3 separate regions of the Mus musculus genome follow, and regions 2 and 3 are each linked to region 1. A link is a contact called in public HiChIP or PLAC-seq data. All regions are on one chromosome and are shown on one strand. The core of a region is the stretch at or near the end of the contact, and the rest is flanking DNA. Distances in the headings are between cores, read along the strand shown. Region 1 holds the start of Large1 (LARGE xylosyl- and glucuronyltransferase 1). Region 2 overlaps Large1 (LARGE xylosyl- and glucuronyltransferase 1). Region 3 has its middle 530 kb from the start of Large1.

Evidence for each region. HiChIP or PLAC-seq counts read pairs in DNA pulled down with a chosen protein or histone mark.
Region 2: an H3K4me3 HiChIP or PLAC-seq map of bone marrow-derived macrophages shows a contact between it and region 1, with 7 times the contacts expected there. The contact joins the enhancer-like site here to the promoter of Large1 in region 1. A contact is called at or near these places in 6 of 39 promoter capture datasets (the 3T3-L1 cell line, embryonic stem cells, hippocampal neurons and 1 more) and 12 of 115 datasets of contacts at active chromatin or transcription factors (bone marrow-derived macrophages, embryonic forebrain, embryonic stem cells and 4 more).
Region 3: a CTCF HiChIP or PLAC-seq map of stem cell-derived epiblast-like cells shows a contact between it and region 1, with 5 times the contacts expected there. The contact joins the enhancer-like site here to the promoter of Large1 in region 1. A contact is called at or near these places in 6 of 39 promoter capture datasets (embryonic stem cells, frontonasal cranial neural crest, hippocampal neurons and 2 more), 1 of 15 datasets of contacts at CTCF or cohesin (stem cell-derived epiblast-like cells), 1 of 484 Hi-C or Micro-C datasets (reprogramming fibroblasts) and 6 of 115 datasets of contacts at active chromatin or transcription factors (embryonic forebrain, embryonic stem cells and stem cell-derived neural progenitor cells).

Annotation. Positions count from the first base shown.
Region 1 is chr8:73,352,289-73,355,154 of GRCm38.p6, forward strand. Large1 (LARGE xylosyl- and glucuronyltransferase 1) reads right to left here and starts at 1,252. Exons shown (of 15, transcript NM_010687.2): 1 at 178-1,252.
Region 2 is chr8:72,834,332-72,837,368 of GRCm38.p6, forward strand. The region is part of intron 12 of Large1 (LARGE xylosyl- and glucuronyltransferase 1); the gene reads right to left. Among named protein-coding and RNA genes, the nearest start is that of Gm39198, 49 kb to the left of the region's middle. Within about 2 kb of position 1,745, at least 12 of the 459 cell types and tissues checked have an H3K27ac peak or open chromatin away from gene starts, as enhancers often do. A contact at or near this core is called in bone marrow-derived macrophages, where this site is marked.
Region 3 is chr8:73,880,337-73,883,304 of GRCm38.p6, forward strand. No RefSeq gene overlaps it. Among named protein-coding and RNA genes, the nearest start is that of Large1, 530 kb to the left of the region's middle. Within about 2 kb of position 1,520, at least 2 of the 459 cell types and tissues checked have an H3K27ac peak or open chromatin away from gene starts, as enhancers often do. A contact at or near this core is called in stem cell-derived epiblast-like cells, where this site is marked.

The DNA.
Region 1 (2,866 bases), core at 2-2,501:
TTGGGGTCTTCCACCTCCTGCTTTTCCGGGACTCAAAGCCAAGTCAGAAACGGTGTGCCCATCCTTTTTACTAGCATCCTAAGCACACCGGGTACCAGCCACAGGTTTGGATAAGTTGTCCAGCATTGCTCACTAAAGCGTTCCCACGATGGTTCTCTCGCACATCAGGGCTCTTACCTTGGCCTTGACTACATCCAGGCAGAGGTACACTCCGAAAGAGCTGAACCGCGTGGTGCCACTGACGCCTACTAAGTGCAGTGGGTCCTGGTGGAGATCCCAGCTGGAGCTGTTCTAACCCGACCGACCGACGGTGCCAAGCACAGACTTCGGGACAGCCTTGGGCTCCAAATATCAATAGGAAAGGTCCGCCTTGCCGGGACTGAGCACTCTCCCTTCTTTCTCCTCCTCCGAGGCGGCTGCCGAGAGCTGCTCTACGCCAGAAGGACTCTTCCAAGCCCTGGGCGCCTCGCATGGGCAAGGGCCTGGGGGCCGCCCTGGGTTGGATCCGGGAAACCAGCGCCAGGAAGAAACGGGGAGCCGCAGCTCTGCCGGCTTCACCTTCCGCGCCCCTGACCGCTTAACCCCTTCAGGGCAGGGCCTGCCCGCAACCGGCCCGGCCAGGCAAGTACACCGGCAGCCCCAGCCACGGAGAAGAGGCGAGGCAGGAGGCAGGAGGCTGGAGGCAGCTCAGCCGGACCGAGAGACCAGCGTGGCGAACGAGCACTGGGACCGACCGTAGCTGCTTGCGGTGACCCTCCCCCCCACCCCCCGGGCCTGCGCCGCCCGCCCGCGGCTCCGCGAGAAGCGGGCGCTGAAGAGGGCCTCGCCCGGGCCTGGGGCGCGGGACCGGGGGCGCGGGGCCGGGATAGATGCTCCTTGGAAGGTCACGGCCGCCGGGGCGCCGCGAGCGGGACGCAGCCCGATGGGTGCGGGGAGCCCGGGCGGGCAGCCCCCGCCGCCACCTTGGAGACGCGCCGGCTTCCCGGAGCGCTCAGGTTTGGAGCCGCTCGTCCGCTGCAGACGCTGTGGGCAGCCTGGAGCCGCGAACGGACAGGCGCGCGATCCCCGCTTCCCGCGCGGGGCCGGGAGAGAATCGCTGTGCGGGGACCGGCGTGGGAGCGCGCTGGCGGGCGCTGGTGTTGGAGCTCCAGGCTAGTCCAGCCGCCGCCGCGTGCTTAGAGCGTCGGGCTCGTTCGGCAGCTGCAGTGACTGTGTGTCTGTGTCATGTCTGTGCAGCTGGGGGGCGAGGGGGAAGGACCGCGATCCTGGGCTGGGTTCCGAGCGGGGGCGGGACCGGAGCCCGCCTCGGGGCCACGCCTCCTCCCCGTGATCGCATGGACAGCCAATGGGTAGCGCCAGGAATGTGCGTCTCTAGTGCCCGCCCTGCCTAGGCTACGCCTACGACCAAGCGCCTCCCTCCGCTCCTTGGTTCATTGGAACGCAGGCGGATGAAACACCCGGAGCCCGGAGCCCGGGCCGGGTCTCGGGAAAAGGGTGCTAGCTGGAGCTCCCCGCCCTTCTTTCCCGGACTCCGGCTACCCCAGATTTGGATGAAAGAGAGTGAAGAGAGGCGGGTTGAGTTCGCAATTGTTGCTTCCGGTTTGCGAGCAGGGTGGGTCACCGTGCCACTCCTTTTACAAAATAACGGTTTGGGGGGAAGTAGGAAGTTTACCCTGCTTTTCCTTCGGTTGGGAACGCGGCTCTCCCCTAGGTTGACCGGTCATGGGGCAGCCAGAGCTGTGAAGAGGCCCGATTTGAGCGGTTTGACATCATCTTGCTTGGATTCTGGATCCAAGAATCCTGTGCAAGACTCTGGTCCCCCTCACCAGAGGAAACTACATTTTTGTGTCCATATATACACGCATAGATGCACCTCCTTTCTAATTTTACTCTTGCTCAGAGCCCCGCTTTCAACGTCCACTAAAGGGACATCTAAGCCTCCGGATGTTGATGAGGAAGGTGAGGATGCGGAGAGTCCGCCCGGACTGCGGAAGGAGCGGAAAGATTTGGTTATAGTAAAGGGGATGGGATGTCCCTTGGGAGAATACCCTCCCTTGAGGCTGAAGCAGAGCCTGGGTGAGAAAGAGGACCAGAGCGGACGGTCTACTCCCACTGGAAGACGGAGCTCCGAAACTGCGATCCAGCTTCCGGGTTTTTTCCTCAACTAGGTCCCTTGGCTTCTGGGGGCCCCTTCCCCCAGAGTCCCCACCTCCCCCAATCCGTAGGAGCCACTGAATCTCTGTCTTCCCCTGCGCTTATCTCCTCCGGCAGCCCACCCACTGTCTTTTAATGGCTGGGGAGGATGGAGAGAGGTGGGATGCCTTAGAAAGGGCTTCCTATCTCGGGACTCTGAGCTGACTATCTTACCCGAGGTGGAGCATCACTCTAATCTCGCATTCGAAGATCCAGCTCCTCTCTGATCCCATCCCTCATCCCCAGCTCTGGCCTTGATACCTACACCCTTGGACCGTCCTTTGACCTGCTCGACACTCTCGGCTTCCCTGCGTTCTCTAGAAGCCAGGACCCCTTTTACCACCAGCAGGGGCTCTCCCTCAGTTCCCAGCGCTGTTTACCTAATCAGTAGGAGCCTAAGTCTTGGAGGATGCGAACCGAAGGTAGCGGTTGCTTCGGAATAGTTAACTGCGATGCTGGGGTCCTGATGTCTTATCTCTACCAGAATAAGTCTTACCACGAACGTTGCAGGGATAGCAAATCGTATCTGGGTTTGATGCCATTATTGTGTCGGAAAAGAACATTATATGGTAAAATAGTATCTAATATCCTAAAAGCCATTAAAGTGTCAAAGTTTAATGCCAAGCCTTTTAGCTCGAAGGCAGCTCAGTTCTTCCTCTAACATACAGCTTTG
Region 2 (3,037 bases), core at 495-2,994, 520 kb before region 1:
TTTTAAATTTATTTTTTACACTCTATATTCCATTCCCTGCTCCCTCCCCCCATCCATCCTCTGTCTGCTCCACATCTGACATCTCCTCCCCACCCCACCCTGTCTCCACATGGATGACCCCAACCCCAACCCTGCCTGACCTCTAAACTCCCTGGGGCCTCCAGTCTCTTGAGGGTTAGATGCATCATCTCTGACTGAACATAGACCCAGAAGTCCTCTACTGTATGTGTGTTGGGGGCCTCATATCAGCTGGTGTATGCTGCCTGGTTGGTGTTCCAGTATCTGAGAGATCTCGGGGGTTCAGGTTAATTGAGACTGCTGGTCCTCCCACAGGATCAGCCTTCTCCTCAGCTTCTTTCAGCCTTCTCTAATTCAATAACAGGGGTTGGCTGCTTCTGTCTATTGGTTGGGTGCAAATATCGGCATCTGACCCTTTCAGCTGCTTGTTGGGTCTTTTGGAGAGCAGTCATGGTGAGTGCTCCACAGCTTCAGTAATAGTGTCAGGCCTTGGGACTTCCCCCTTGAGCTTGGGATCCAGCTCAATGCATCCAGCTGATTGAATTATTACCGGTTGTCAAAATTCTAGCATCTAGAAACAATCCTAGGTCAGAGGTTGCAAATGGTGAGCAGGTGAGAGGGGGGCTAATCTAGCCTGGGGATATAGTGTGACTCCATAGCATTTAAAACTCATTTTAAATTATTTGTTCATTTTTAAGCAAGATTTTAATTTTATGTCTATGAGTGTTCTGACTATATATATGCATGTACATCACACATGTGCTTGGTGTTCAGAGAGTGCCAGCCCTCTGTGAACATCCATGTGTTACAAGGAACTGTACCTGAGTCTTCTGTAAGAACAATGAGTTCTTTTAACTGCTGAGCCATCTCGCCAGCTCCCAATTATTTAATAATACTAAAACATTAAAATACATAAAGATTCAGATTCTTTGCAAAAATATAAATTGCAATTCTGCCACAACGGCAACATGACTCCACACCTGGAGAGATGGTGCTTCCTTAGACAGATCTATGAACTCTCTTAAATAGTACTTTTCAGACAGGGTCTGTAAAGACAATTTGAGGGGAAACCTGCAATATTTCAAAATCCCTGATGAGATTCATATGGTGAACTTGAACTAAGCAAAATAACTTGTGGTGTTACCGTGTGTTACATGTTGCTTAGCACTGAGTATGGTCTCCATCAGCAATTTTAAGTCAGTAACACATAAAGAGGAAACATAAATACAATTTCCTTGTGTGCCATGTAAAACATGCTGCCCATAAGGCAAGGGCAGCTGAGGCAAGGGTCAGGCCTGTTTACTTTAAATTCTTTGCAGTGAAGACCCCTTAGGTGCTTCTGAGGAAAATCACAGAAGGTGAAGGGTGGGTAGGGTACAATCCTCTCTTCTCAGTCTAAGTTGAGGCTGCTCCTAACTGCTTACTTATTCATCTAGTAAGTAGGCTAGCATCTTGCTGACTGCTAAGCTTTCCAAGCTACGAGGGATGATGCAGAGCTGAGGATTTAGTCTGACCACATTGGAGGGGGGGGGGTGCGGGGCTTGTTCTACAGACTGGGATATTGTCACCTAGTTGGAGCTGGACCTGGAGGAAAAAAATCAGTGAATGGAGTCTGGCAGTCAGGAACTCATTCACAGGGTGTTATGTCACAGTTCTACCCACTTGTATGGTGGAGCTTATATTGCTGATGGGGCCACTTACCCTTTGGCTCTCTGACAGCTGATGAGGATCTTCCGTGTTTACCAGGAAGGAAATGATGTCATACTATGTTACACAACACTTTGTAATGACACTCTATTGAGGTTGAATACAAAGTGTAGGATACCCTCTCTTGCTACAGAGAGAGAGGGTGGAGGGAGGGAGAGACAGACCGGGGGTGGGGGTGGGGGTGGGGGTGGGGACAGGGACGGAGATGGGGACAGAGATCTTGGGAGTTCATATACAGCCTGTCTGGGATCAGAAACCCCAGAGTAGTTGGGCAAGGTAGGAGCCTGTCAGACACTCCTCAACTCCTATGATTGTCATCTGTCTGGACTCAAGCCTGTCATTTTGTCTCTCCAAGCCTTACTGGCCCATGGTGTAGCATAAGGCAGCCCCACAAGCGGTTGAGACTTAGTTTGTGCATCCTAAAAAGACAAGATATATGAACCATCTTTAGGGATATGTGGATCCTGGAAGGCACTATCTTAGACACAGGGGAAATCCATGCTGATAAGGGACAATTGGAAAAGGACCATGGTGATGATGTTGGACCATGTGACTTTATATTTCTCCCATGTACAATTTTGAGTCATGTGAATTCTGCAATACATTTCAATTCATACTATTTATATTAATTGAACCACCCGGGCTTAAAGGAGTGTACTGCTTTCTGCTCTGCTATGTGAAGAAAGGTGGAGAAGGATACTGGATATTCCTATGGTTCTGTGGTTGGGTTTTCTGTGGTTAGGTGTTCTGTAGTTGGGTGTCCTGTGTTATGACTCCCCACTTCCTCCCACACTAGTTATATAAGATAGGCCAGCATCTTTCAGTCTTGTTCTGCAGTTTCTTGTTTGTATAATGAAGACATCAATGTTGCCCATAGCAGGGGTTTGTGAGAGGAGGAAACAAAATGAAATCTTACCTGTCCATCATTTTCTGGCATATGCTTAAGTGCTTCAATACATGTTAAGCATCACTATTATTTAGGTTTGTTTTAAGGAACAGGCAATGGGCTTTTGAGAATGATGATAGGAAGCCTGTCTACTGCAAAGTTGGAAAAGAGGCAGAAATTTTAAGCAAGAGAGATGTTTCAAGAGCAAATAATGTCACTATGGAAATTGGGTCTAGTCTGTGCATGGGATAATAGAGCTTAGTACACACATTCCAAACTTGTAGGTAGTGGCCATCACTGGACAGGTCCCTGTCCCCTTTTGGGTTGTAGTTGTCCTACCTATAAAAGGTAAGTGGCAGACTAGACAATGGTCCTGAGGGCCTTGAGGTTCCAGCTTTTCCTGAACCTGTGTGGCCACCAGTCTGA
Region 3 (2,968 bases), core at 270-2,769, 530 kb after region 1:
GTTGGTTTTTTTTTTCCCTGTATGCCTCTCTGCATCTTTCTCATGGTAGCATGAGGATTATGTGACACTCCTGTGGGTCTGCCCTCCAAACAGTAGGTGCTGTTCAGTTAACCAGGGATTACCTGGGATTTGATGAATCACATGTGTTTGAAAGGGCAGAGCTCAAAGTCCATCTGAGAAGTGGATACAAGGGACCCATTTTTGTCATTGTGGCCAGTGTCTGAGATGGCACCTGTGTGACTTGTTTTCTCTGTGCAGAAAAGGAGATTTAATCAGAACACCCCAGACAGGTTGCACTACTGGCTGGCATAAAGGCTGAAGAATATCCCCAAGTTCTCTGAAGGAAAGTCTTTAAAAATTCTTTCACTAGGAACTTTATGAATCTATATCATCTGCTTCACTGCTTTATGGTCTAATTAATGTTCTGGCATTTCCCATATATTTTATTAATGATTACTTATATATGTTACCAATAAATGGATAGGCAATGAAAGGTGTTCCACATTGAGTCATCTTAAGCATGAAGTAATAGAAAAACTTGTCACTCTCTCTCTGAATATATGCCAGGCACCAGAGTAAGCAGGTAACATAAGGTGACTCACACTATTCTCCCTAAAGGTGAGTGCCATCTGCATCTTATTCATAGTTTATGACATTGATCACCAAGAGATAAGTAACTCCTAGGTTTGGAAATTGTAGTTGCGGTATTGGGATTTGGAGCCAGGTAGTCTGACTCCAAAATATGAGCTATTAACCACTCTCCTACTTTTCCTCTCAAAGGAATTTATGGCTTAGTTAAAGTATGGGAGGTATTTTTATTTTCTCCAGAGTAAGTAAAGAAAGAAGGTTATCTTTAATGGAAGACACATACACACACACACACACATCACTATAGACAGCAGATGTAACTGACAAACCTAAAGATTTCCAAATCAGAATATACACAATTGACACACATGGTTTGCTGATACCTGTCTGACAAGGTACATAATAAAAGCTTATTAGAAATATGCCAATTTTTAAAAATTTACATTTTTGGTACATGACCTTCTGTAGATGGATTTAGAGAATCCTTATCTAGGTTTCTATGTGTTTTCATTCCATTGTTTGGTTATTTAGCATTAGTTTGTTGCTGAAATCTAACTCATCTGAAATGCTTCATTCAGACAGATAGTTTCCTGGCAGGTTGCAAATAGAAATGACTGCATCTAGGAAGACTTGTGTAGCTGTCCAGTGGCCATGGAGAACTGTGTCTACCTGAAAGGGGGGCTAGAAATGAAAAGGACAGGTGAGAGAGAAGGATGAAGGCAAGACACAGTTTCTGATCAAGGCTCAAAGTTTAATATTCAGTACTGATTTTATATAGGGAGAGCCCACAGACCCATCCTTTGTTTCAGCTGGATTGAGTTGCAAAGCAAGCTCAGCAGGTGGTCAGTTCCTCAAAGCTCCTGTAGGAAATTGCAAGTGCATGGAGGCCAACCAACCCCAGCTAAGTCATAAAACTATTGTGGGTTTGTTTAGACTACTCAAGGCTGGGGGAAGGGCACAAGCTAAGTTAGTTTCCTTCACATGGGAGTTAGCCTAGACATGTTAGAATGATGGCAAGCTTCAAGGGAAGGTATGACCGTGTTTTTAAGTTGTTTTAGGAAGTCTCTTTACCATGTTTGCAATCTACCACAATAGGGCTGCTGCAAAACTATATTTCAGTGCATGCAGAATACACTTCTTATCCAAATTCTAAAGCCTCTAAAAATATCATCTAATAATGGCATCTGGACTAAAGTCTAGAATTTACCAATCTACACTGGGCCCAGATTTGTGTGAGACTCTTGACTGTGGTTCTCTGAACTTACGCATTCTTCTCAGGAGACCTGGAACTTAGAAAGAAGTGTCTGAGACATGCAACACTCCATAATTCAGGGAAGGACATAGGCCATGATTTTCAGTAGTCTGTTATTCTGGTTTTTAAGAAAATATGCCCCAATCATAAGAAATACCCCTAGTTCTAATATCTAGGTACTGTTTTCTGCCAGATTTGTACTTATATGAAGTTGGAGATGCCAGTCTTCTTGCAATTCAAATAAAAGCAGGGACAGTAAAATAGATGGCTTACTAAGTAATACAAGTTCCTCTACACTTCATATGCTTTCTATGTGTTTAGTTATGGATACACTCAATTTCATAAGCACTTGTTTCTACTGTGGGACAACCACTGTAACTTCCCTGTCTCCCCATACTTTAAGTGTTTTGTCTGCATTTATGTCTATGTATTACATGAATGTCTGGCGCCTATGAAGATCAGAAGAGGGGGTCAGATATCCTGAGACTGGAGTTACTATGGTTGGAAGCTGCTGTATGGACCATGGGACTTGAACCTGGATCAGCTGGAAGAGCAGACTTAACTCTCTCTACTGCTCTTAACTACTGATTCATTTATCCAGTCACCACTCTATAAGCTTTGTCTTCTAGGTAAGAATGTCTGATAGTCAGTTCAGTAAGTCTTTCAGAGATCATATAAAATACCCAAGGGCCACATGCTTGTTGTAATGGAATTTGGGGACTGTTACTCTGAGAGCTTGTTACTGCTGCAAGACCTGAAATTAAGAAATGTATGGGGCTTGAGAGGCGGTCCAGTGGTTAAGAACACTTCTTGACCTTGCAGAGGATCTGGATTTCATTCCAAGCACCCACATAGTAGTTCACAACTATCTGAAAATCCAGCTTCAAGGAATTCAACACCCTCTTTTAACCTTCACAGAAACCAAGGAGATACATGGTATACATCCAGAAAAAAAAAATCATTCATATGCTTAAATCTAAAACCAAACAAACACCTTTTATTTATTTTTTTAATTAGGTATTTATTTCATTTACATTTCCAATGCTATCCCAAAAGTTCCCCCCCTCACTCCCCCACCCACCCACTCCCACTTCTTGGCCCTAGCATCCCCCTGTACTGAGGCATATA